4 separate regions of the Mus musculus genome follow, and all the other regions are linked to region 1. The links are chromatin contacts, called in public ChIA-PET and promoter capture Hi-C maps. All regions are on one chromosome and are shown on one strand. The core of a region is the stretch at or near the end of the contact, and the rest is flanking DNA. Distances in the headings are between cores, read along the strand shown. Region 1 holds the start of Zfp715 (zinc finger protein 715). Region 2 holds the start of Klk8 (kallikrein related-peptidase 8). Region 3 holds the start of Klk11 (kallikrein related-peptidase 11). Region 4 holds the start of Zfp819 (zinc finger protein 819).

Region 1 (5,629 bases), core at 1,036-3,535:
TGTACATGTAATTTTTCTGCTGATGTTTGAATAAGCCAATAGTGTGTCGCTATGCTGAATTCCACACCCCTAAGCCCCTCATCCCATAAAAACCCCTAGCTTTCGAGCCTTGTGGCCGGCATCCGTTATCTCCTGTGTGAGATGCATGTCGGTCCGGAGCTCCGTCATTAAACTGCCTCATGTGTTTACAGCAGAAGGGATTCTCATGTTTCTTTGGGTGCGCTCTCTCACTCCTGAGACTAGAGTAGGGGTCCCCGAAAGGGGGTCTTACTGTGACACAAGACTGTAATGGAAACACTTGTGAGGTCAACACAGATAAATGGAGAATTTAAGTCCAGCCCAGAATACAAAGAAGCCCTGTCATTTAAAAAAAAAAAAAGTAAAGAAAAGAAAAAACTGGAAAATGGGAACAGAAAGAAAGAAAGAAAGAAAGAAAGAAAGGAAAGGAAGGAGGGAGGGACAAAGAAAGAAAGAGAAAGTGGGTAAGTGGGTAATGAGTTTGTCTAGTGGGTAAAAGTGCTTGCCTACAAACCAGAAGGCCTGAGTGCCAAAGATAAGTCACTGACAATTGTTATAGCCTGGGTCCTGAAAGCCCAACCAAGTTGGAATCTGACCAATTAAAGAGACAAATAGGGAAACAAACAGATAAAGGAGAAGTATTTAATTTATCCACCTTGAGGTTAGGAACAAGAGGCCCAGTATTACTATACCAAGCCTAAGAAAATTAAAAAAAATAAAATAAATAAAGTCTTGGGCTGGAGAGATGGCTCAGCGGTTAAGAGCACTGACTGCTTTTTCCGAAGGTCCTGAGTTCAAATTCCAGCAACCACATGGTGGCTCACAATCATCCGTAATGAGACCTGACGTCCTCTTTTGGTGTGTCTGAAGACAGCTACAGTGTACTTACATACAATAATAAATAAATCTTTAAGTGGGAGTGAGCAGGGGCGGAGCTGGAGGTCAACCAGAGTGAGCAGAGGTCCTAAAATCAAACTCCCAGCAACCACATGGTGGCTCACAACCATCAATACAGCTACAGTATACTCATATACATAAAATAAAGAAAGAAACCTTAAAAAAAAAGTCTTTAGATATTCCCAGATGCTTTCTGTCTTGGAAATCGAAAGTTTCTGTTAACCCATTAAAGGTTTTTTTTTTTTTCTTTCTCAAAAGCTTGCATAATTTAGGAAAATACAATTTTAAAACAATGGAGATCTATCTTGCCTAGTTTATCTTTCCACAATAGCAAAATGGGAGCTATGAGATTATATTCAGTTATGTAGCCCAGGTTGGCCTCAGACTCAGAGATCTGCCTTCCTCTGCCTCCAGAGTACTGGAATTAAAGGTATGAGCCAACTTCTTGATCAAGATTTAATTCTTTTTTTTTTTTTTTTGGCAGGATTTCTCCTGGCTGTCCTGGAACTTTCTCTATAGACTAGGCTGGCCTTGAACTCAGAGGTCTGCCTGACTCTCTCTACAGAGTGTTGGGACTAAAGACGTGTACCATCTCCACTGGGCAAGATATAAATTTTTATTTTATGTGTATGGGTGTTTTATCTGCACGAGTGTCTGTGTACCACTAGTGTGCTCGGTGTCTTTGGAGGTCAGAAGAGAGCGTCCGCTTGGAACAGGAGTTACAGATAGTTGTGAGCTGACGTGTGAGTGCTGGAATTGAGCCCTTAAGAGCAGTTTGGGCACTTACCTGTTAAGCTACCTCTCTATCATATCATCCCTTCTCCCCTGCAGAATTAGGTTTAAATAGAAAGCAAGAGGTATGTAACTAAGCAGTCTTACCAAGCAATCTTAGTTTGTGGCCCCTCGCTATCATTGTCTCCGACTGAAGTCTGTCCTGCAAAGTGGTCTAGGAAGTTGTCAGAACGGTGTGAAATCTGTTTTCCTGTGACAAGTCCCTGCTCTGACTGCCTCCTGGCTTCAGCACATCCTTTCTCCCATCATGGAATTTCTATTTCTGTGTTCCATTGTCTCAATAGTCTGTAGAGGAAGGGGCACAGAATGTCTCTTTAGACTATCATATTCCTGCCAGGCCTGTCACACCATATGGGAGACAGCTTTCAGACTTCCACTCAAAGGCGTTGCATTTAGCTGCCCGCCCACATGGAATCAAAGTTCCTGGATGGTGGCCTCCAACGTCCGGAGCTCACTCACGCCGCCACCACAGTTTCCAAGGAAACTGGAACCACCCGGTCTGCCATGCTGACTGCTGGCAGGCACACTCGGGTCAAAAGTGTTAGTGGGCATGCGCATTATTCTACTGGGCGTGGACATGTCCTGCCGGAAATCTAAAAGACACCGGAAATAGAGTGGCCGTGAAACCTTAAATGTTGTAGTCATTCGAGTGTTACTTCGCTGGCGGGTCCGCGAGGTGGTTTGGAACTTTTCCATCCGGGACTCTTCGGCTTCCGTGGGCGGAAGTCGCCGTCAGGCGTGCCGTGTGCAGAGCTCTCGGCCGGGCAGTGTGAGGTGAGTGGCGGCGGCGGCGGCGCAGGGGGTGGGAGGACGCAGTGCTGTGCCGAGCGCTGGTTTGTGCTGAAGGACTGGGCTGAGGCGGCTGCCGGGGCTCGTCAGATGGGGTGGGGGTCGCGTGGTGCGCTTTCACCCTGTTCCCGAGGGTTTCCCGTATCTTGGGTGTTTTGTCACTTCCCAATGTGCTCTCCTGTGGGTTTTCACGCAGTCGTCCATGAAAGTTGTCAGCTGAGGCCATTAGGGGGCGGGACTCAGTGAGTGGGCGCTGCACGCAGCGGGTCCCCGGGTGGGAGTCGGGAGCTTAAGGGCGAAGACTTTGAGGTGGCCTGTGCCCCACTCAAGCCGTGATTGGCGTAGGGGTCAGCAGAGGCAGCGATGGAGCCTAGGGCGGGAGTGGGATGCTTGTGAGGGCGACTCTGGTCGTTAGTGTTGGCGTGGCCAGTGACTGTGGCTTGATTCCGGTTAGCACTATGTGAAGAAAATCCCGTCGGCTTGACCAAAGTAGCAAGTGTCAAGACCACAGGTGTCGGAACTGCGAGTGCTCAGGCTCTCACGGATGAGGGAGGGAGAGAGGGAGGGAGGGAGGGGGTCCCACGCTTTGCATGCTGCCTAGTTATCTAGGCTGCTGAGCTCAAGAGATTTCTTCTAAGGTCCGTAAAAGTAGGGAATCTTGTTTTATGGGCTGCTTTTGGGTCTCCTTTTCCAACTAATTCGTTCCTACCTCTGGATGACCAGCATTATTGAAGGAATGATCCCAAATATTAAAAACACTTTCACTCTTTGGGGCACATTAGAGTCATACTTGGGAATCCTTTGGACATTATGTGCATCAGTGCTTGCCTGTCTTTGGGATCCTATACAGACGTTAAAGATCACTGGTTGGCAGTTGACCAAAATAATATTGGGCCGTTTTATTTGTACCCTAATGTTTGTGTTGATTTGGAGTGCTTAAAAAACTGTGTATTGGTCTGAGAGGAGTAAGTAGCTCATATCTTTAAATCCCAGCACTAATGGGGCCCAGGCAGTGAAAGTTAAAGGCTAGCCTGGTCTACATAGCAAGTTCAGGATAGCCAGAGCTAAATAATAGACCTTGTCTCAAATACAGACACACACACACACACACACACACTTACACATGGGAGCGGGGGAGGGGGCACACAGACAGACATGGAGTGGGGGAGTGAGGATTGGATAAGCCTGTTTTTCTTAATGTGTCTGTGTAGACGGGGAAATGTCTAGAAACTCACGCTACAATCAAAATTGGCTGTCATCCTGAGCGCTTTGTGCAACAGGAAACAGGAATGCTGTTTTTAGATGCTGACTACAGAAGGGACTGCATAGATATGGTGGCCAGGGTGTTCCTTAGAATGAAAACAGCTCGAATATGTACCCCTGTTCTTCTATTTAGTGACCTACGAGCAAATCAAGCAGAGTAGTAATGCATATGTGTAGCTAAAAAGTTTGTTTGAAATGCAATCAAAATTAAGTTGGCAACGTACTGATTTTTTGTAAGTATTTTACTTCCTTTCAGGCAGGTGCTGAGGGCTTAGTGAGCCTTCCCTAGCATGGCATTCTGGATCCCTACAATAAGCACCTATGTACTCATTTTGTAATGACTAAGTTAGTTAGCACATTGGTTTTCTACTAGTTAACATGTGAGTGCTGCAGTGTGTCCTTCCTTCCTAATGGATGGTTTTTTAATTTTTTGTTTGTTTTCTTTTGTTGTTTGTTTTAGAACCCAGACTAATAACAAGAGCAGGGCTTTTATGTATCCTCTACACTGCCTACACCTGTTCTTCCATATAGGCCCTCACCAATTCATGGTCAGATGTTTGGTTGTTGTCTTTTAGTGATTTCCGGTGTCTCTGAGACCACTGCAATCATTCAGGCCTAAGGATTTCCTTCTGTGCCACAGCTAGCCCTTCTTCAACGTCCATGACTCTTGAGGGATTTGGATTTGCTACGAAGAAAACGTCAAGAACAGAAGACAGAGGGGCCATGGCTGCAGATCCAAATTTCCAACAGAAGAGCCAGCCATTGGGTGCAGAGGAGCAGCCTGAGTCCTGTGAGGTAAGCAGGAGTGACTTCATGATTGGTTCTTCGGGTCTTCAGGGCAGACGCAGGAAGCTGCAGACTTCTGAGACCATCTTAATCTCGTTAGGAAGGGACTATATATAGCACACACTAAGTAATTACCCCTCACCCCCTTGCCCTCTCTTTCTTTGATACAGGGTCTTAATGTGAGGCTGGCCTGGAATTCTTTCATATAGCCCAGGCTGCTATCAAACTCAACTTTTTCTTTTTCTTTCCTTTCTTTTTTTTTTTTTTTTTTTTTTTTTTTTTTTTTTGCCTCAACCTCTCCAGTAGTGGGATTGTTACATGTCTATACCACTATAGATAATGTCTCATCTACTTAATGTCAAGTTCTTCTTCCTCTTGAGCCCTCTTTTTTTAGGTTTGTTCCTCTTTTACATCTTGCCATCCTCAGTTCTTTTTTCTTTTAAAGATTTTATTATGTGTGTGTGTGTGTACTCTGTAGCTGTTTCCAGACACACCAGAAGAAGGCATGATCCCATTACAGATGGTTGTGAGCCGCCCTGTGGTTGCTGGGAATTGAACTCAGGACCTCTGAAAGAGCAGTCAGTGCTCTTAACCACTGAGCCATCTCTCTAGATCCAATCCCCAGTTCTTAAAGCTTTCCTGCTGTGCCCATTCCTGTAAGAAATGATGCATCTGAGGAGGTAGAGTTTTCGTTTGTCAGTTCTTAGTCTCATGGATCTGTTTTAAGTTGCATGTTCTGTTTTAGGGAAAACAGAACAGGGTAACAAAGCAGGTATCCTGAAAATCCTGTAGTTGCAGGGAGGAGGGCGATGGAGGAGACTTAAGCCTTATATACAGGCATGAGGCCAGTGAGCCACAGTAGAAAGGGACAGCTGTGGGTGTAGCATTTTCAGAGAAACTGAGGAAGCCCAGTATTTCAGAGAAATCATGCTTAGTATGCTTTTGAACCAGCATCCGAGAAAGAGAAGGAAAAGTTAGTTTCCGTATTAGCACTCAGAAAAGCCTGAAGCTTAACAGTGAAGATCTGCAAGCACTGTTCTGAGGGAGCCTGTTAGGGTGATAATTATTCCTCCCAACTATTTAC
Region 2 (5,629 bases), core at 2,157-4,656, 480 kb before region 1:
TGCCAAACATGAGTGAGGCCCTCAGCTCAATATCTAATACTGACAAAAAAATTAAAGACTGAAATTACAATTAACATTGCTATTAATCCCCTTTACGGAGAAGACCCAGAATCTTCCTGCTCCCAGTCTCATGGGACCCTCACAAACGCTCTTTGAAGAGGTCAGGGTGCACTCATTCATTTTATCATTCATTCATCCATGCAGGGTAATTTACAAAACATTTCCAGGATCCCAGGGAACTTCCAAGCACACAGAGCACATCCTCAAGAGAACAGATAGAAGTGGTGGCAGACATCTTTAACCCTGACACTTGCGGGGGCAGAGGCAGGTGGATCCCTGGGAGTTCAAAACCAGACTTGTCTACATTGTTCCAGGACAGGTACCCACATGGTGAGTTAAAACCATCTATAACACCAGTTTTAGAACTTCTGGCCTCTTCAGGCACTACGTGGACCGAGTACACACACACATCCATGCAGACAAACACTCATACACATAAAAAATAAAATAAAAAACTAAAAAAGAAGAACAGATGATTCTCTGAGAGATATCCCAGTGAGTCAAACCTTAAGCCTGCTGGCCTGATTTTGATTCTTAGGACATCACGGTGGAAGGAGAGAATTAAGTCCCGTAGGTTGTCCCCAACCTCCACCCATGCACTGTGAAACACACACATGCATACACAGTGAAATGAAAACTAAAGAAAGCAGAACCCTCTTAGAGCTTATTACCAGTTGGATGCTGACTCCCTGCACGTCACTGGAGAAAGCAAGGCTGGGAGACAGGAAGTGGCTCCCCAGGGGGCTAATGAAAAGATCCATCCATGCCTCGGTATGCATTTCCAAGCCACACTGTCTCAGTAGAAGTCAAGACGTGTAGGGACCTGATGACTGGCGTGGTCAATGCCTGGAGGGCCCCATTGTTTTTCTGAGCTGAGTCCCACTTGTTCTCACTATGAAGTTACAAGCTGAGGAACATTCTAGACATGCCAACACCCCAAAGGGACTAATGTTTGGCTCACGAATAAGAAAGGAGTTTGGGCCCTCTTGGATCATGGAGGCTGGGTGATGACGGGTCTGGGCCCTAGAGCGTGGGAAAAAGCAGGGTCTGAAGGTGCTTGCTGCCAAGCTCACAACCTGGGTTCTAGCCCCCAGGAGCAGAAGAGTGGGAGGCAACAACTGATCCCTACAGACTGTCCTCCGACCTTTGCATGTATTCTGGGGCATGCATATGTGCACGTGCTCATACATACACATATACACAAATAAATAGATATAATTTAAAAAAACCCAAAGTGCCCGTGCTTCACCACATGTATGTATTGAGATGGGGTCTGTCATTGAACCTGGATCATTAGGCTACGATGGTTGACTGACAAACCCTGGAACCCTCCTGTCTCCACCTCACAGCTGGCTTTAACAAGGTTGCTGGGGATCTGAACTCAAAGCCCCTCACACTTGCTAAGCAAGCACTTTACTTACAGTCCCCCTCCCCTTCCCCATAACACTTAATGTGCTCACTTTTCTCTTTCATTATCTTCTCTTAGGGTGTATGGAGGTCAGGGTATGTTGGGGAATGAGGTCTGCAATGGCTTGGGGTCCACTGGGGTGATTGCCTTCTCTTCACCCTCTTAGGTAGGGGGCCCAGCTCTTTACCTTGAGGGCTGGTGACAGTGCCCCAGCCTGATATGATGCACTTCTGGCCAACTTTGGGACACAGATTGGCCAGTTGGACCGGCTTCACCTTGTCCCCGAGGTTTGCTGAGTTCTGCAGTCGAATGAGCATTATATCGTGACTGTGATCTTCTGGGTTGCTGTTGTTGTAGCAAGGATGCTGGATAGACTGAGCCACCTGGATCTCCTGCTCCGGCTGATCTCTGCTCTGGAGGCTATGATCACCCAGACGCACGGAGTACTTCCTGCACAAGGAGGGGTGGAGGGGGTGAGGAGTGAGGGTGGATCTTGGAACCCAGAAGGAAGTTGGGGGTACTTGGGGGTTCTTTCCACTCCTTCTCCCTCAGAACCCATTCATCTTCCACCAAGCCCAGGAGTCCAGGCCCTAGCCTGTCTGCCTCAGATCCAGCAGTCCTCCTTAGCCCTCCTCCCTCAGACCCAAGTTTTAACTTCCTCCTCTTCCTCAAACAGAGCCCTGAGCCTCTTCCCTCCAGGTCCACCCACATGTGCCCAGCCCTTCACTCACTGTTTTTTGCAGTGGGCTGCCGTGAGGACCCATCTGTCTCCAACCAGGACACCCCCACAGATCAGTCTCTCGCCCTGGAACAAGGCTGCCTGCCAAGGCTGGGAGTGGGGTATACACTCTCGACCTTCCAGGATCTTGGAGCCCTGAGCTCTGGTGAGCCCTGCATCAGGAAGGAGAAGGGTGGGTCGCCACCCTCGATGTCAGAGCCCCAGCCAGGAAAGCCACTGTGGGTTCAAATGGACACACAGGCCAGTTCCTCTGCGGACCGTCTCTTATGCCTTCAACAGATAAGTTTCCAGCATCCATTGGAACATGGCCACATGTAAGTTCACTGAGACCTGAGAATAATCAACACTAGGCACAGCCCTCACCATGCTTCCACGCACGTCTACACGAGTTCTAGACATCCCCACACCAAATTCAGCTTTGTCTGACAGGCAATAAGAATCTCTTCCGCAGCCATGCATCTATGGGAAACTCAACCCACTTCCTCACCACTGAGTTGCTATCTCTACTCGCTACCAAGAAAGCTCCCCGGTCCCCAAGCCCACCACAGGCACCCACACACCCACGTGTCAGAAGGAACTCACTCAGAGTCCAGTAACCCCTACCCCACTGAAGGCCCTGGGTGGTGGGACCTGTTCCTCTCACCTGCCCACGCTCCCATGAACAGAAGCAGAAGGATCCACGGCTGGATTGCACAGGGTGGGGGGCGTCCCATGGTGGCCTCTGAGGAAGAGGGTGGAACTAAGAGGAAGTCCGAGGGAGGAGCCTGAGATCTTGTTGTCTGGGGAACTGGGGGAAGGAGGTGTTTCCGGAGCTGTCTTGAGTCTTGCTGGAGGATGGAGCTAGGGGCTGAGAAAGCTAGGGCAGAGCTCTAGATCCCCGAATTTTAGTGTGGGGGAGAGCTTGCTGTTGGGGATCCAGACATTATAAAGGAGTTCTGGCCCACTTGTGAGATTGGAGAGAAAGATCTGAGGCTGTGACTCCAACGTCCTGGGGAAGAGGGAGCTTAAGAGACCCGCTTGAAGATCCTGAGAGAAAGAATGTGAGCCTGGGGGTGGGAGGGTCCTGGGCTCAGAGAAAGGGGACCTCCCTGCGCCTGAGGTCCGTGTCTGGGGACCTCTGCGCCTCACCTTCCAGAATGCAAGGGGCGGGGTCACTCGGACTCGGTGGAAGAGGCCCCCGGACTTCCCTTCGGTGTGTCGGGTACAAGATTTTGCAGCCTTTTAACGAGGAAGCCCCGCCCACGGCCCCGCCTTCTGCCCGCACCTTGCTGCGGTGCGGCTGAACCCGCAAGCGCTCGAGGAGGGGCACGGGCTGGAGTGACTTTAGGAGGAGGGACTGGAGCCTCGGAAACCGAGGTGAGGACTAGAGGGGCAGTGCACCGACCCCCGGGGTAGAACGGAAGAGATGGGTCGGAGGGAGGCAACTGGAACCTGGGCTCGTGGGCCTGATGGAGGAGGGCTGGTATTTGGATATCTTGGTCTGAGAGAGAAGGAACAAAGCCTGGACCCGAGTCTGAGGGAGAAAAGTGAAAGCTTGAATCCCCGAGTCCGAGGGAAGTGAGTTGGGGTTTGAATACCTCATCTGAACCCCTGGATTTAAGGGAGGAGCTCTGATTTAGACTTCGGAGTTGGAGGGTGGAGGTTGAATCTGAAGAAGGACTGGGGTGTTCTGCAGGGTCTGAAGAAGCAGGGGGCTGGAATTAAGTTCTCTGTCCTTAATGAAGGATGGGCTTGAAACTGAATTTTGTGAAAATTGGGAAAGGCGGTGTTCTGGTTGGGGACTTTGAGGGCGGGTCAGGAACCAGCCCGGGGCATCTGGGTAGGCAGGTTAGGGTGGCGCTGTAACCTGGTTTCCCCTTCCTCCCAGGGCGGCGGGACCAGCCCTGGCTGAAGTCCCAAGGTGCTGCAATAAGCTTGTTGTTAAGGTTGCAGAGGTTCGGCCGGAGCAGGTTCGTTCATTTACCCTTTCCTCCCAACCTGTGCGCACCCTGTATCCCACATTACAGGCGACAGGAAGTGATCGTTCCTATGGTTTATTCTGATTCACCTGGGGGCTCTAGAGAGATCAATGCTCCCATCATCCTATGTCAAGAGTCAGACCCAAAACACACTCGGAGCAGAACCCAGAGCTGTTTGAGGTCCACGTGCGCAGAATAGGCGCAGTCCTAGCGTGACTAGGAGTGGGGACAAATGGGATGGAGTCCAGAGAAGAAATCCTATTGGGTGAAATATGAAGGGTTGCAGCAGCTATTTAGGGAAAGATATTTCTTGGCGGTGATCCTGAGGGTTGGGCTATTCCAGAGAATGGTGATTAAAATGGTGTAGCATGGGCCAGGAGCAAAGGAGGTGTGTCTCAGTTGGTTTTTTTTTTTTTTTTGAAGGGGCGTGGTTTTATTATAATTGTTTTGCCTGGGAGCAGACCCCAAGAGGGAAGATGACCTAAGTGGGAGGAGTCTTCGGGGGAGACTAAGGAGTGAAGTCTGAGGGTCCGAAGTCTGAGAGGGCGGAGTTTCATCATGGGGCGTGCGGGGGTGCTTTGACACGCATCAGAGAAGCTGGGGCTCTGGAATCCTGCAGCATCCTCTCATTCTACATCCGTCTTCCTCTCCAGTCTGTCCATCTTAGCATGAACTCAGTTTTTTTCCATGGTGCTTTCAATCCACTCCAGGTAGTCAAAGACGTTAGTGTAGACAGCGGGTCTCCGGGGTCTGGAACAAGGCTCAGATCCTCCAGACACTATACCTGCCAAGGTTCCTTCGCACACCAGGGGTCCCCCAGAGTCACCCTGTGCATGGTGAAGAACAGAGCTGTTAGCTGGGTCTATTCATGAGAATCATCGGAAGCTTCCTCCTGAGAAAGCCTCTGCCATTCATCACCCAGGAGGGCCTGGTCTGTAGTCTCTCCTCCCTCATTTCCATGAATAAAAACTCACAGATCTCATCTCCCATCCCACCATGTAGCATCCTGGGCTCCCAGAACCTCCTAGTACTCAGCCTGGATCCCTAGGTCCTGGAGTCTGTGGTTCCAGCCATCTCCTACCCCGAGGTCTAGAAAAGTGCTTCCACCCTCCTGCAGGGGATGGCTCACCTGGCAAGAGCCTCGGCCACCCTCCCACAGGCCAGCGCACAGCATCTTCTCAGAGATGTGGCCCGGGTATGCCCAGCGGCAGAGCTTGTTGTCCAGAATGCTAATGTTGGCACACTGCAGTGTCATTGGATACTGTACTGTTGGGGGAGAAGGATGGAGGATGTTCTCAGAATCTGAGGCAGCACCCCTAAGAATCTTCCCTGACGCTGTTCCATCCTTGGGACTCCCACGGAGTCATGAGGCTGAGACTCAGAAATGAGATCCCAGACAGTCAACCCAGGGCTGGAGAATAGATGGCTAAGGGGGAGAGAAGGCCAAAGGGAGAGAGAGAGGGG
Region 3 (5,629 bases), core at 1,173-3,672, 460 kb before region 1:
AGTGGGGTGGTTGGGAGGGGGTGAGGACGGTAGTGAGGGTGGTGGGCAGGTGAAGGAAGAGATTGATGGTGAGAGGCTGGGTGGGATGAAGGTGGGATTCTGGGTGAGAATATAAATGGGGTCAGGGCCCAGAGGTTCTTCATGGGTGGCAGAGTTGGAGAGGAGGGTGAACATGGGGAGGCAGGGTTGGATATGGTTGTGATCAGGGCTGACTGGGGATGTCAGTAAAGATGATGGAGGTTGCAATGGGTATGTGGCTGGAGATCCAGCCCCTGCCTGCTGACCTGACAGGAGTCCTTGCCCTCTTTCCGAACACTGGCGCACAGCATGGTGTCTGTGATGTTGCCCGGGTAGGCCTTCTCACACTCCTTGTGTTCGATGATGGAGACATTGGCACATCGCAAGGAATGAGGCAGGCGCACTGTGGGGACAGCAGTGAAGGGTGTGAGCAGTGGTCACCTGGTTTTCCAACCCCACCACAGTAGCCAGCACCTGGGACAATCCTTGCCCTGAACCCATCTCTATGCTTGTAACTGTTGCAACAGCAATGCATTGAGTAAATTCTTCCTACTACTTGTTCTCTGTGCATTACCTCTGACCCCACTGTGGTAGGTAGATATGATTATTCTTTTTAGGAAAAAAAAAAAAAAACCAAGGTTCAGAGAGGTAAAGCCACCTGCTTTAGATCCCACAACTAGAAAGTTATAGATTTGGGAATCACACCTGCCGCACACCTGTCTCACACCTGTCTCACACCTGTCTCACACCTGTCTCACACCTGCCTCACACCTGTCTCACACCTGCCTCACACCTGTCTCAGTCTTGAGGCCCAAAAGTGAGTCCCTCAGAATTTCTCATCTTCCTTTTAGCTCATCCCTCTCCTGACTGCTCCAGATCACCATGCCTCTTGAGTGACTCTGATCTTTCTCTCTGAAGATTCATCTGGTCTCCTTTCCCCATCTCCCACCCGGATCACGGTTCCCTCAGGAGCCCCTACACTGGGGGCTGGACGTGGTGCCCCATCCAGAAATGAGGCAGCTGGTGCCTGCAGCGACACAGTGTGGGGACAGGGTGAGTGGCTGCACAGCTCGGGTAAAGAAGACGGGAGACGACATCTTCACAAGCATTATGTCATTCCGGTGGTCTTTGTTGGGGAGGCTGTTGTTGAAGTCGGGGTGGGGGAAGGACTCAGTGGCCATCCGCCTCTGCTCACAGCCGTCTGTCTTCTCTAGATTGTGCTCTCCAAGGAGGATCACGTAATGGCTGAGGTGGGAGAGATGTGGTCAGAGGTAGAAAGGTAGGGGGACAGGGCAGGGGTGGGGAGGGAGAGATGATGAATTGTGCCTTGTGAACACCCAGACCCATCTACCATCACTCGCTCCTTCATCCTCATCCTGACTAAGGCCATCATCTATTCTAAGACCACCTCATTCCTTTGTCATCAACTCAACTAGATCCCCATCATACAAACTAATGCCACTCCATCCCCAAACCCTCTATCTTCATACCAACCAGGCCTCCGTCATACACACTAATGCTACTTTACCCTCTCCAGTCTGATCATCCATGCTAACACCACACCATCCCCAACCCCTCCACCCACTGCTGCCACCCCCACACGTTCTCTCTGGACCCAGCCCCTCTCTCCATTCATCTCTCCATCTCCAGCCCCCTCCCAGCCCCGCCCAGCCCCGCCCCAGCCCCCGCACCCACGGCTTGCGGCAGTGGGCTGCTGTCAGGAGCCATTTGGGGGCGATGAGGGTTGCCCCACAGAGAAGCCGTGTCTTCTGAAAGAGGGCCACCTGCCATGGCTGTGAGTGAGGCCTGCACTCATAACCCTTGATGATCCTCGTCTCTCCCCCTACGTGCCCTGAAGGGGGCAAAAGATGAAGTACAAGCATAAGAGGGGGTAGGCTGGTAGAGAGACCCCAGAAATGAAAGTAAGCAAAAGAATAGCTGTTCTCATTCTTAGCTGTCACGTGCTGGCATAAGACTATACTTCCAGGTCATTAGTGGCTGTCCTAAGATTTTGAGGGGACCCAACCCCCACCCCCATTCCTCCTCTTAGTCCCACTTGATTATGCCTGGTATAGCTCAGACTACTTCATGGGGGTGATCTCCAAGCAGGTGTCACTGTAGCTGGGGGGCCTTAGAAGTAGAATAGGGAGCCCCCCTTCCCTCTAAGCCCCACCGTACCTGTTACCAGAGCAAGTGCAATGAGTCGGAGAATCATCCTGGCCTGGAGTAGGGCAGGGCGGGCGCCAGGTTCCCCTGGGGACAAGGAGGGAGGTCTAATCACTTTAAGAGGCGATCAGAATGCTGGCTTTTGGGTTTTCTTCTTTCCTTCACCTGTTGGGTCTCTCTGCTTCTCTGACTACCTGCCTCCTTCCCCCAGGGGAACCTCCTGGTTCTCACACCAATCCCCAAGCCTGTAAGAAAAGCCTTGTGCTTCCAGAGTGGCTTGGATCTAGGCTAGCAGCTTCCTGGATATTGAGAACAACAAAACAGCTGGGAGGGGCTTTGTTGGGCAAGGCTCCTGGCTCACTCAGGTTGAGCTGCTCGGAGAAGGAAGACCCCGGGAGAAAATCTTAGAGAATATTTTTCTTTTTCTTTACATGAGAACCTGGCTTGTTCCACAACTGGGAGCCCCACAACTGGGAAGACAAGGGGGAAGGGGCTAACTACTGGGTAAGGACCTCATTTTTGATGTCCCAACATGTAGAATATTAGGGACCTGTGAGGTCTGTCCACAACCAGTGAAGTCTCTCCCTCCACCTTGCTGAACTCCAGTGAAGGACAGCTGGACTGGGCTGGGTGTGGTTGGCTAAGGGACAGCTGGTGCCTACAGCTGCCCTGGCTGGCGGGGGTGGGAGAGAAGGGCAGGACGAAGCCACCTGAGGGGACGGACTGGACGGAGGTCACTGAGTTTGGGGGCAGCAGTTTAGAGGTGAGAGATACAGAGGGAAGCAGAGTGTGGCTTCAAGTCCCTCCCCATCTTCCAAGGACATCTTCAAGAGGGGGAAAATGCATGCTGGGACAGAAGAGGCCTAGCTTCTAGGATGGCAGTCTTCTGGAATGGGTGGGGGTGGGGGTGGGGGTGGGGATGAGGGTGGGGGTGGGAGAACCTTCCCTTCTCTCCTGGATTCATTCCTGGGCTCTGGGGATGGGAACTCTAAAGGGTGCGGTTGACACTGCAGCAGGCTGGGTCTGAGCACCTGGGGAGAAGGCAGGCAGGCAGGCAGGCAGAGGGCTTGGCCTCCGGAAGGGGGGCCGCTGGGATGACTGGGCTTCTAATCCTGCCTTATTGCCCTGGGAGAGAGCTGTGTGTGGGCCCTCCCAAGGCAGCCTTGGGGTCTGGGAGACAAGATATCACTTGTCTGAGCCCCTCTTCTCCCTGTGGTCTCCTCTTCTTGTAGGTATACCCTTTTTTTTTCCAGCAGGTCTCAGAGTCTCGGGCCCCCACATCCCTCTCTCCCCTCTGTGTGTGTGATTTTGGTCTCTGCCTCTAGGCTTCTGTCCCTGCTTGTCTTTGGATCCTTGTTTCCTCTTGTCACAGCTTTTTGTCCCTACAACCCCTTTCTAGGCCTCCCATTGTGCCTGTCTCTGTCTCCTCTCTAAGGCCTCCATTGCTCTCTCTCCTCCTGTGGGCCTCTCCCTTCTCACAGCCTAGGCCCAGCGGGCCCCTTGGCCTCCTTTGGGCCCTCCCTTCTCCTTTCCAAAGAGGGGGGAATCTGGGGCGTCATAGAGGTGGGGCTGCTTGCCTGGTGAAGGGGCAGGGACAGGACGGTGGGGGAGGCAGGTCAGGGCCTGTGACAGCCATGGCTCAAGAAAGGAGAGAGAAACCTCAGCGGGTGTGCCAGGAGCCCCAGGGCTCCTATGTGGGCCTCCTTTCTCTGCTGACCCTTCCCCGGCCCCCCTGGTCTTCACTGCCCAGGCCTCCGGCACTTACTGGTTTCTGTAGATAATTTCCAGTCACTCTTCAGCCTCCTCATTAGATAGCTTCAGGTTTGAAGCCTCAGTTCTCCTAGCTTATGTTTTCATTTAGATTTTTCTTCCATGGGCCTCCTTCGCCTTACTTCCCTAGTCAGATGTGGGACAAGGCGGGGTAGGCCCAGGCTCTGCCAGCAGCCTACTGTGGCCTCAAACCCTACGGGCTCTGCCTCTTCCTACCCAGGTGACGTGGGACAGGTGACTCCACCCCAGGGAAGCTCAGTTCTCTACTCTGTGACATGGGGGTGCCGGCCCTGCCTTGGGGTGGAGTGGGGATGAACTGCCAAGGGGATGTTGGAAAAGGCTACCATCCTGTGCTTTGGGGTCAGCACACCAGGTTCCCAGCACACTAGGTCCCCTCTTAGGCATTTTTTTAAGCAAGAATGCCTTCTTTTCTGCCTTCTGAAGAGAATGTGGAGACAGGACCAGTGGGGTGGGACTAGCCAACGACTGTAGCTGGGTTGTTTCATCTCTAGACTCACCTTGGACTGTCTCTGAAACAATAAAACATACTGGCATCCCATAGCAGACAGAACAGATGGCTATACAGCGCAGTCAGGCATAGCACACCACCCCCACTCTGGCCATTTATATCCAGTTCATGAGAAGGCCAAAGCTGGGGCTGGAGACATGGTTCAGCAGTTAAGAGCAATGGCTACTCTCTTTAGAGGACTTTGGTTCAATCCCCAGTCCTCGCACAGTGGCTTACAACCCTGTGTAACTTCAATCCCTGGGGCTTCAAATCCAGTGTCCTTTTCTGGTTCAGTGAGCACTGCATGCATATGGCTCAAAGACATACTTGCAGGCAAAATACCCATATACAACAACAACAACAACAATAATAAATGTAAGGCCCAAACCTTTGATTTTAAGACAAATTCTCATTGTGTAGCTCTGGCTGGTCTAGACCTCGCTCTGTAGACAAGGTTGGCCTCAAACTCAGAGAGCAGCCTGCCAAGGGCTGGGACTGAAGACCTCCACCATTACTCGTGGACTGTTTATTTTTGTCAGAGGGTCTCATAAAACTCAGAATGGCCTGGAACGCCTGATCCCCCTCGCCTCTCTCTTCAGAGTGCTGAGATCACAGACCTATGCAACCAAGTCCAGCAATAACTCCCACCTTTTCGGGTTTCCTCCAGTCTTATACTGGAGAATAAACAGACAGGTGCAGCCCCTTCGCTTGGTTGTATAACTTTTATTCCAGACAGTTGTACAGCTGCCTCTCCGCTGCCATGGGTGTAGTCGAGGTTTCAAGAGGTTCTAAGCTCACAAGGGTGGGAGCCTGGAGTGGTGAGGGAGGAGACCTTGGTGCTCCGAGGGTCAGAGCGGTCCCTAAGCAGAGCTGCATGCAGGCTGAGGGAGTCACTTAGTTATTCCTGATGACTATTCTGATCCAGTCCGTGTATTTGCAGACCTTCGTGTAGACTCCTGGAATACCTTTTTGACCACAAGGCCCAACAGATCCCCAGGAAACCAGACCTTGAAGAACCCCTCCACACACCAGGGGGCCTCCAGAGTCACCCTAAAAGACAGAAATGAGATCTATACTTAAAGAAAGTGGCTCCAAGCCAGGTCCTGGGAGAAAGGAGCACAGCTAGCTCACCACCGGGAGAACATGCTAACAGCTAGCCAATAGGAA
Region 4 (5,629 bases), core at 1,492-3,991, 290 kb before region 1:
CATGTCTGGATTCCCTCAGGATTCAGGTGAGCATGTGGAGCCTTTGGGTAGAGCTGACAGGCAGAACTCAGCTTGGTTGTGCTAGAAAGTCAGCAGCATGAATGTCTTGGCCTGACTCAGGAATCTACGAAGACACCAGAAAGTCCTGGAAAGTCAATGACTGTGGGACACTCAGCGGACATTTGTACATGAAGTTTTGAGGGCCCCTACCTGACAGGTATTATAGACATACTGATAAGTAGTAGACATGGTTAAGAAAAAGCCCAACTCTTTCTTTTTTGTTTGTTTGTTTGCTTGTTTTCTGTGTAGCCCTGGCTGTCCTGGAACTCACTCTGTAGACCAGGCTGGCCTTGAACTCAAAGATCCGCCTGCCTCTGCCTCCCAAGTGCTGGGACTAAAGGCGTGCGCCACCACTGCCCGGCTCAATTCTTACTTTTACAAAGATCCAGGAAACAAACAAAAGACCATGATTTTGAACTAATGGTTAGGAAGAATTCAGAGGAGATTCCCTCACCTTTTAACTGTAAGAAGAGAAGATAGTAAGCAACAAAGGAAGATACATGTTGCTTAGCATTTGCCTGGCAGTAAAGAAAATATACATAAAAGAATACTCTTTCTGAGCTGGGCCTTTAGTCCCAGCACTTGGTAGACAGAGGCACGCCTGGTCTACAGAGTGAGTTCCAGGACAGCCAGGGCTACACGGAGAAACCCTGCCTCGAAAAACCAAAAAAAACCTCTTTCTGTTTAATGATGTTCTAATCTACTACGAGCATCTCATTTATAGTTTAAGCTGCTGTTTTCTATGGAGAGTTAACAACAGCTGCTCCTTCCTTTGTCCTGTCCAACGTGTGTGTGTGTGTGTGTGTGTGTGTGTGTGTGTGTGTGTGTGTGTGTGTGTTTGTAAAAATGTCCCATTTTAGCAGATGCTGAGTCTATGTTTGCTATTTTACAAGTCTGAATAAAGGTGATTCCAGCACTCACACCAGTGGCTCACAACCACCTGCAATTAAGCTCCAGGAAGACCTGAAGCGTTGAGCCACAACATGCACCCACATTCGCCAAACAGGCACATACATCACATGAGGAAGAGTTGAAAACAAAAACTAACAGCATGTGTTCTCGAAAGGCACCCAGGGAAAGCCAGTACATTAAGGTTCGGTTACTTAGAGCCACACTATACATCCCTAAAGACGACTTGAATCAGCTTAGCACCAGCTACAGACAGATAAAATAGACCACTGCTAGTGTCTGCTGCCCATCTCCCATTCCACCGCACACACCCAAAAACAACCCCTTAAATATTCAGAGTAGAAGATGACTAACAGCCAAGTTCGCCCAACAGCAATCTGCATACTTGACAAAGGTCATACATCTACCAGCTTTAAAATAAACAGGGAAATAAAATGTAGAGGTGAAACCACAGGGGGTTTTGCTGAGAAAACAGAAGAAGGAACTCGGAAGGATAGGATCCCATATAACTGTGTCCCCTGACTACTCGGCCAATTAAGCAAAAGACAAAAAACAAACAAACAAACAAACAAAAACAAACACAACAACAACAAAAACCTTTAAATTTCTGGGAACTCCCAAGCTACACCACACATTCAGGAAGCAGAAGCAGGAGGATGGCTGCCAAGTTTGAGACCAGCTTGGGCTACTTAAGTAAACCTCTTTAGTCTAGACTTCTGCTTGAGAAAGTTCAAACTAGCCACAGAAGAAGAAGTAACCCCAGTCAGTCATGGAGATTCAAGAGATCAAGAATTGCCTGTCAAGAAGTTTACATAACAAAGCTGTCTGGCAGGGTGTGGCGTCTCCTCCCGATTACCATAGGAGGTAGTACGGGCTGGATCCTAGAAAGAGGAGGCTAGGGTGCTAGGTACTGCCCAAGGAGGCTAATTTGAACTGCCCCCTCCTCTCTGCTTTTCACCATGACTAGCTTAGTCTTTTCAATAGGAGTACTAGACCATGGCCAACCTGTCGGGGCTGCAGAAGACCAATCACTTTCCCTAAAACTTATTTACAGCACCACCCTGCTCAACTGCCCATCACACATCCTTGCCATGTTCATAGGGGTCCCATGGCCATCACGGACTCACCCACATACCTTCAAGGACTCCAATATTCATTCTGGTAATTAGAAAGCTCCAAATGTTTTTTCTTTCTCAGCACCAGCTCCCCTTTGGGAAATATTAGGGAAATGGCCCAAAGATCGGGTCCCCAGCACCTGAACAAAGGCTCCTCTCCCAGTTCTGCGGGCTCGAGCCCACAGCTACGAGCTGTGAAGATCGTTCCATCCCTTCTATCAATTCTGACACTGCTTAGGCTTGGACAGACCAAGGATGCTGAAGCCCCAGTGTAAGTCAAAACCACGAATACACTCATTTTCCATCTTTACTCACTTTTTCGCCTCTCACATGCCAGTGTCTGATCCGGACTCCAGCCAGTCATGGTCTAAAGCAAACACTCCCAGTTATGCAAGCAGCACGGTCGCCCTCACAGACTCACCAGTCCCAGGTTCACAGTAGCCGGCTCCAACGCCACCCTCGACCCTGCTCTCCCGACCCCCACAGGACGCCCACCCCAGCTACGCACCGGCACCCCCCTACAGCTGCCTCAGTCATCACTCAACACAAACCAGCGCTCAGCAGCCAGCATCCTTCCTGCGCAGCCACTTCAGAGAGCTCTGCACGCGGCACGCCGGGTGGACGCTGAGGATTCCCCAGTGTTCAGAATCCAAACTCCCGCGGCGTCCTGGTAACGATAACAACTAACCACGTGACGATCTAAGCGGAAATGGACGCTCTAGGACACACCTACTTAAAATGAACTTCACCTCAGCCACTTTTCTGGCGGAAATCGGTATTGCCCATATACCCTATCGCTTGCAAGCACTAAAGTTGTGTTGCGCATGCCTACCATCACGTGCGAAGATACTCTTTGCCAATAATTATAACGGTGTACACTCTGCCACTACCACCACCCACGCGCCACTCCCATATTGTTATGGCTATGTCCATATTTCAATTATGCGAAAGTCATCATCAGAGTACTTCATTTCCGTACATCCATGGATCATGTGGAATGTCACAGACTAAAAGTCTGAGGCTCCTTAGTCACGAATTTAAGAGACATTTATATTGCATATTCCTAAAAAAATTTCTCCATGTTTTCACACGGACTTAAGACTTTTCTTCTAGTTTTCTAAAACTTGAAAACTAGGAAGAGTTATTGGGAAATGGGAAGTGAAGCCATATGGAACATTAAAGATCTGAAATGAGCCTTCTTGCGAACCAAAAATGAATGTTAGCCCCACCTACCCAGGGACCGGTAACTTCTTGGAATATTGGGAATTGTAGTTCTTTTTGTTGTTGTTTTGGTTTTTTTTTTTTTTTTTTCCCAAGACAGGGTTTCTCTGTGTATCCCTGGCTGTCCTGAAACTCTCTCTGTAGACTAGGCTGGCCTCGAACTCAGAAATCCGCCTGTTCTGGGATTAAAGACCTGCGCCATCACACTGGACTTGGGAATTGTAGTTCTTGGAAAATATCAACCTTCTCATGGCAAAGTACATGGCCTATAGGTTTGTTCTTATAAACGCCTGCAACACGTGGCTGGAGACTGGGAAATTTCAGGGAATGTTTCTGACCTAAGTCCATTTTTGTGTCAGTATTTAATATTTAATGAAGCTTGCTTTAAATTTGGCCCAAAAGCTGGAATTGGTTTTTCTCTGACGAATCTCAGGATTAACACATCCTTGGAACATGTCATGCTTCCCTGAGGAAAAGTATCTATTCTCACTTACAGGTAGAATTTAAAAACGAAATAAAACAGAAATAAACAAACAACAATAACAGCAGCTACAACGGCCAGTGCATAATAGAAACAGTGTTGAACTGGCTGGCGAGGAGGAAAACAAGGATAGGGAGAGGCCAAGCAGCAGCATGTGGGGACGACATGCAGGGACAATTTACAGAGTGAATGACTTGGCCTGATTCAAGGGTCTGAAAGAGATCAGAAAGCCCTGCAAAGTCAAGGATCATATTACCACTCACCCAACATTTGCCCACTATGAGCTGAAAGCCCTATGTGAAGGTCACCATATAGACACTGCCAAACAGACAAAGCCCAGGAACGTCCAACTCTTCCTCCCACTTGTAAACTCTGGCAACAGAAAAGTATTAAGTAAGGTCCCGTTAGTAAAATGAGGATGCAGGTGTGGGTCACTGGCATTGGGAACTGATGGAGAATGGGGCTCATCAAGTCCTCAGCCCCTACCTGGCAGGTCATAAGTATGACTAAGAATCAGCTAGCTATCGCCCGATTTTCCAAACACTCTTTTCAGCTGTATGCCAGAGGCATTACTATATCTGCTGTTTTATGAGTTGTGGCAAATGAGGCTTTGTTCCCATAGTTTGGCTCAGGGCTACCAAGTGGAAAAGCAGGGAGGGGGTAAGGTCAATCTACTGCTGCCTAATGAAAAACGACAACCACCCCTTCTGTTTAATGTGCCTTCCATCTCGTGAGCCTCCAGAAATATTTTCATTTCCTAGTGTCTTCTGTAGAGTGAGGGGGCTATGGCTAGTTCAGGCTGCTTACACTTTTAGACCCAGTGCACCTTACCTCTTCTGACGCATCACTTCCTTTTCCTCCTGGATTAGAAGAGCTACAGACAAGCACGGGCACCAGGACCTTTATTCTGTGAGCCTACCCTTCCTTCTGTTGTTGTTTTGTCATAGTGACGTTCGTTCTACATCACAAACTGACCAAAACTCACTGTGTACCTCATCAAGGCCTTGAAGTCAGCTACTCTCCTGCAGAGGCATACCAAGTATGGGGATTAAGGAAATGTGTGACCCTAACTGGCTTTTTAATTCAAGAGTCCTTGTTTTGTCCTCCCTGAGTCCTGAGCACACCTTTGACTACAGGCTGCTGCAACCCACCTCCAGGCCCCTTCTCATCCATGGGAACAGTGTCAGCCATACCCTCTCATTCCCTCTTGGGATGACTCTTAGAAAACCTCCAGCCACTCAACCTGGCTGGCACTGGACCCGAAGGGCCCCAAACTTAATTGCTTTTGCAATCATATTTGCACTTAATATCCCTTAGATAGGCAACCCAAATGGCCACCTAACATCCTAGAAACCAATGTTATTTGGGACTTATAGAATTACTGTGAGTGATCAAGGAAATGGAAAGCGATTCCCACCCCCTACATTCCAGCTTCCTCTTATCTCTTCTCCAAGCCCTTTTTCTGTTCTTCCTGTTTCCCCACCTAGTTCCTCTAACTATGAAGTCAAAATCCCATCAGATTCAGCAAAGGAGCCCCCCATTACTGGCCTTGACCTTCAGCTTCTTTTTCCCACCCCCCCCCCTTCTCCCTCTCCAGCTACAGGCTGCCCTGGTCATCCCTGTCTGGCACCCACTTTTAGCCTACTGTCAGTCTTGCAGTATGGGAACATCAGACCCAGATCGTCCACTTACTGGTCTCACAGGACTTGCCATGGATGACTGAGGCCTGGGATCCCTCAGGCCTGATTCCTGCCATCTCCAACATGAAGCCCTAGGTACCAAGGCAAACCATCTCCTTCCTTTTGTACACAGGAGTCTCTTACTTGGTCTGGATGAAGTTTTG

What was found. Promoter capture Hi-C pulls out the DNA fragments that hold promoters and counts their contacts. ChIA-PET counts read pairs in DNA pulled down with a chosen protein or histone mark.
Region 2: a contact with region 1 is called in an RNA polymerase II ChIA-PET map of memory CD8 T cells, with 11 read pairs. The contact joins the promoter of Klk8 here to the promoter of Zfp715 in region 1. A contact is called at or near these places in 13 of 39 promoter capture datasets (the 3T3-L1 cell line, 3T3-L1-derived adipocytes, the HPC-7 cell line and 8 more), 1 of 484 Hi-C or Micro-C datasets (CD4 T cells) and 1 of 115 datasets of contacts at active chromatin or transcription factors (memory CD8 T cells).
Region 3: a promoter capture Hi-C map of pre-B cells shows a contact between it and region 1. The contact joins the promoter of Klk11 here to the promoter of Zfp715 in region 1. A contact is called at or near these places in 12 of 39 promoter capture datasets (the 3T3-L1 cell line, 3T3-L1-derived adipocytes, the HPC-7 cell line and 8 more).
Region 4: a promoter capture Hi-C map of pre-B cells shows a contact between it and region 1. The contact joins the promoter of Zfp819 here to the promoter of Zfp715 in region 1. A contact is called at or near these places in 9 of 39 promoter capture datasets (3T3-L1-derived adipocytes, the C10 cell line, the HPC-7 cell line and 6 more), 1 of 484 Hi-C or Micro-C datasets (embryonic stem cells), 1 of 115 datasets of contacts at active chromatin or transcription factors (embryonic stem cells) and 1 of 9 other capture datasets (adipose tissue).

The regions. Positions count from the first base shown.
Region 1 is chr7:43,309,956-43,315,584 of GRCm38.p6, reverse strand. Zfp715 (zinc finger protein 715) reads left to right here and starts at 2,285. Exons shown (of 5, transcript NM_027264.4): 1 at 2,285-2,481; 2 at 4,400-4,554. The coding sequence starts at 4,420.
Region 2 is chr7:43,795,354-43,800,982 of GRCm38.p6, reverse strand. It overlaps Klk8 (kallikrein related-peptidase 8), which reads right to left and starts at 3,406. Exons shown (of 5, transcript NM_008940.3): 1 at 2,851-3,406; 2 at 2,200-2,359; 3 at 1,656-1,918. The coding sequence starts at 2,920. It overlaps Klk9 (kallikrein related-peptidase 9), which reads right to left. Exons shown (of 5, transcript NM_028660.3): 4 at 5,295-5,431; 5 at 4,227-4,992. The coding sequence ends at 4,840.
Region 3 is chr7:43,773,122-43,778,750 of GRCm38.p6, reverse strand. It overlaps Klk11 (kallikrein related-peptidase 11), which reads right to left and starts at 2,422. Exons shown (of 5, transcript NM_019974.2): 1 at 2,197-2,422; 2 at 1,714-1,870; 3 at 998-1,263; 4 at 285-421. The coding sequence starts at 2,233. It overlaps Klk12 (kallikrein related-peptidase 12), which reads right to left. Exons shown (of 5, transcript NM_027097.1): 5 at 5,270-5,512. The coding sequence ends at 5,357.
Region 4 is chr7:43,604,281-43,609,909 of GRCm38.p6, reverse strand. It overlaps Zfp819 (zinc finger protein 819), which reads right to left and starts at 2,741. Exons shown (of 5, transcript NM_028913.3): 1 at 2,636-2,741; 2 at 1-124. The coding sequence starts at 3.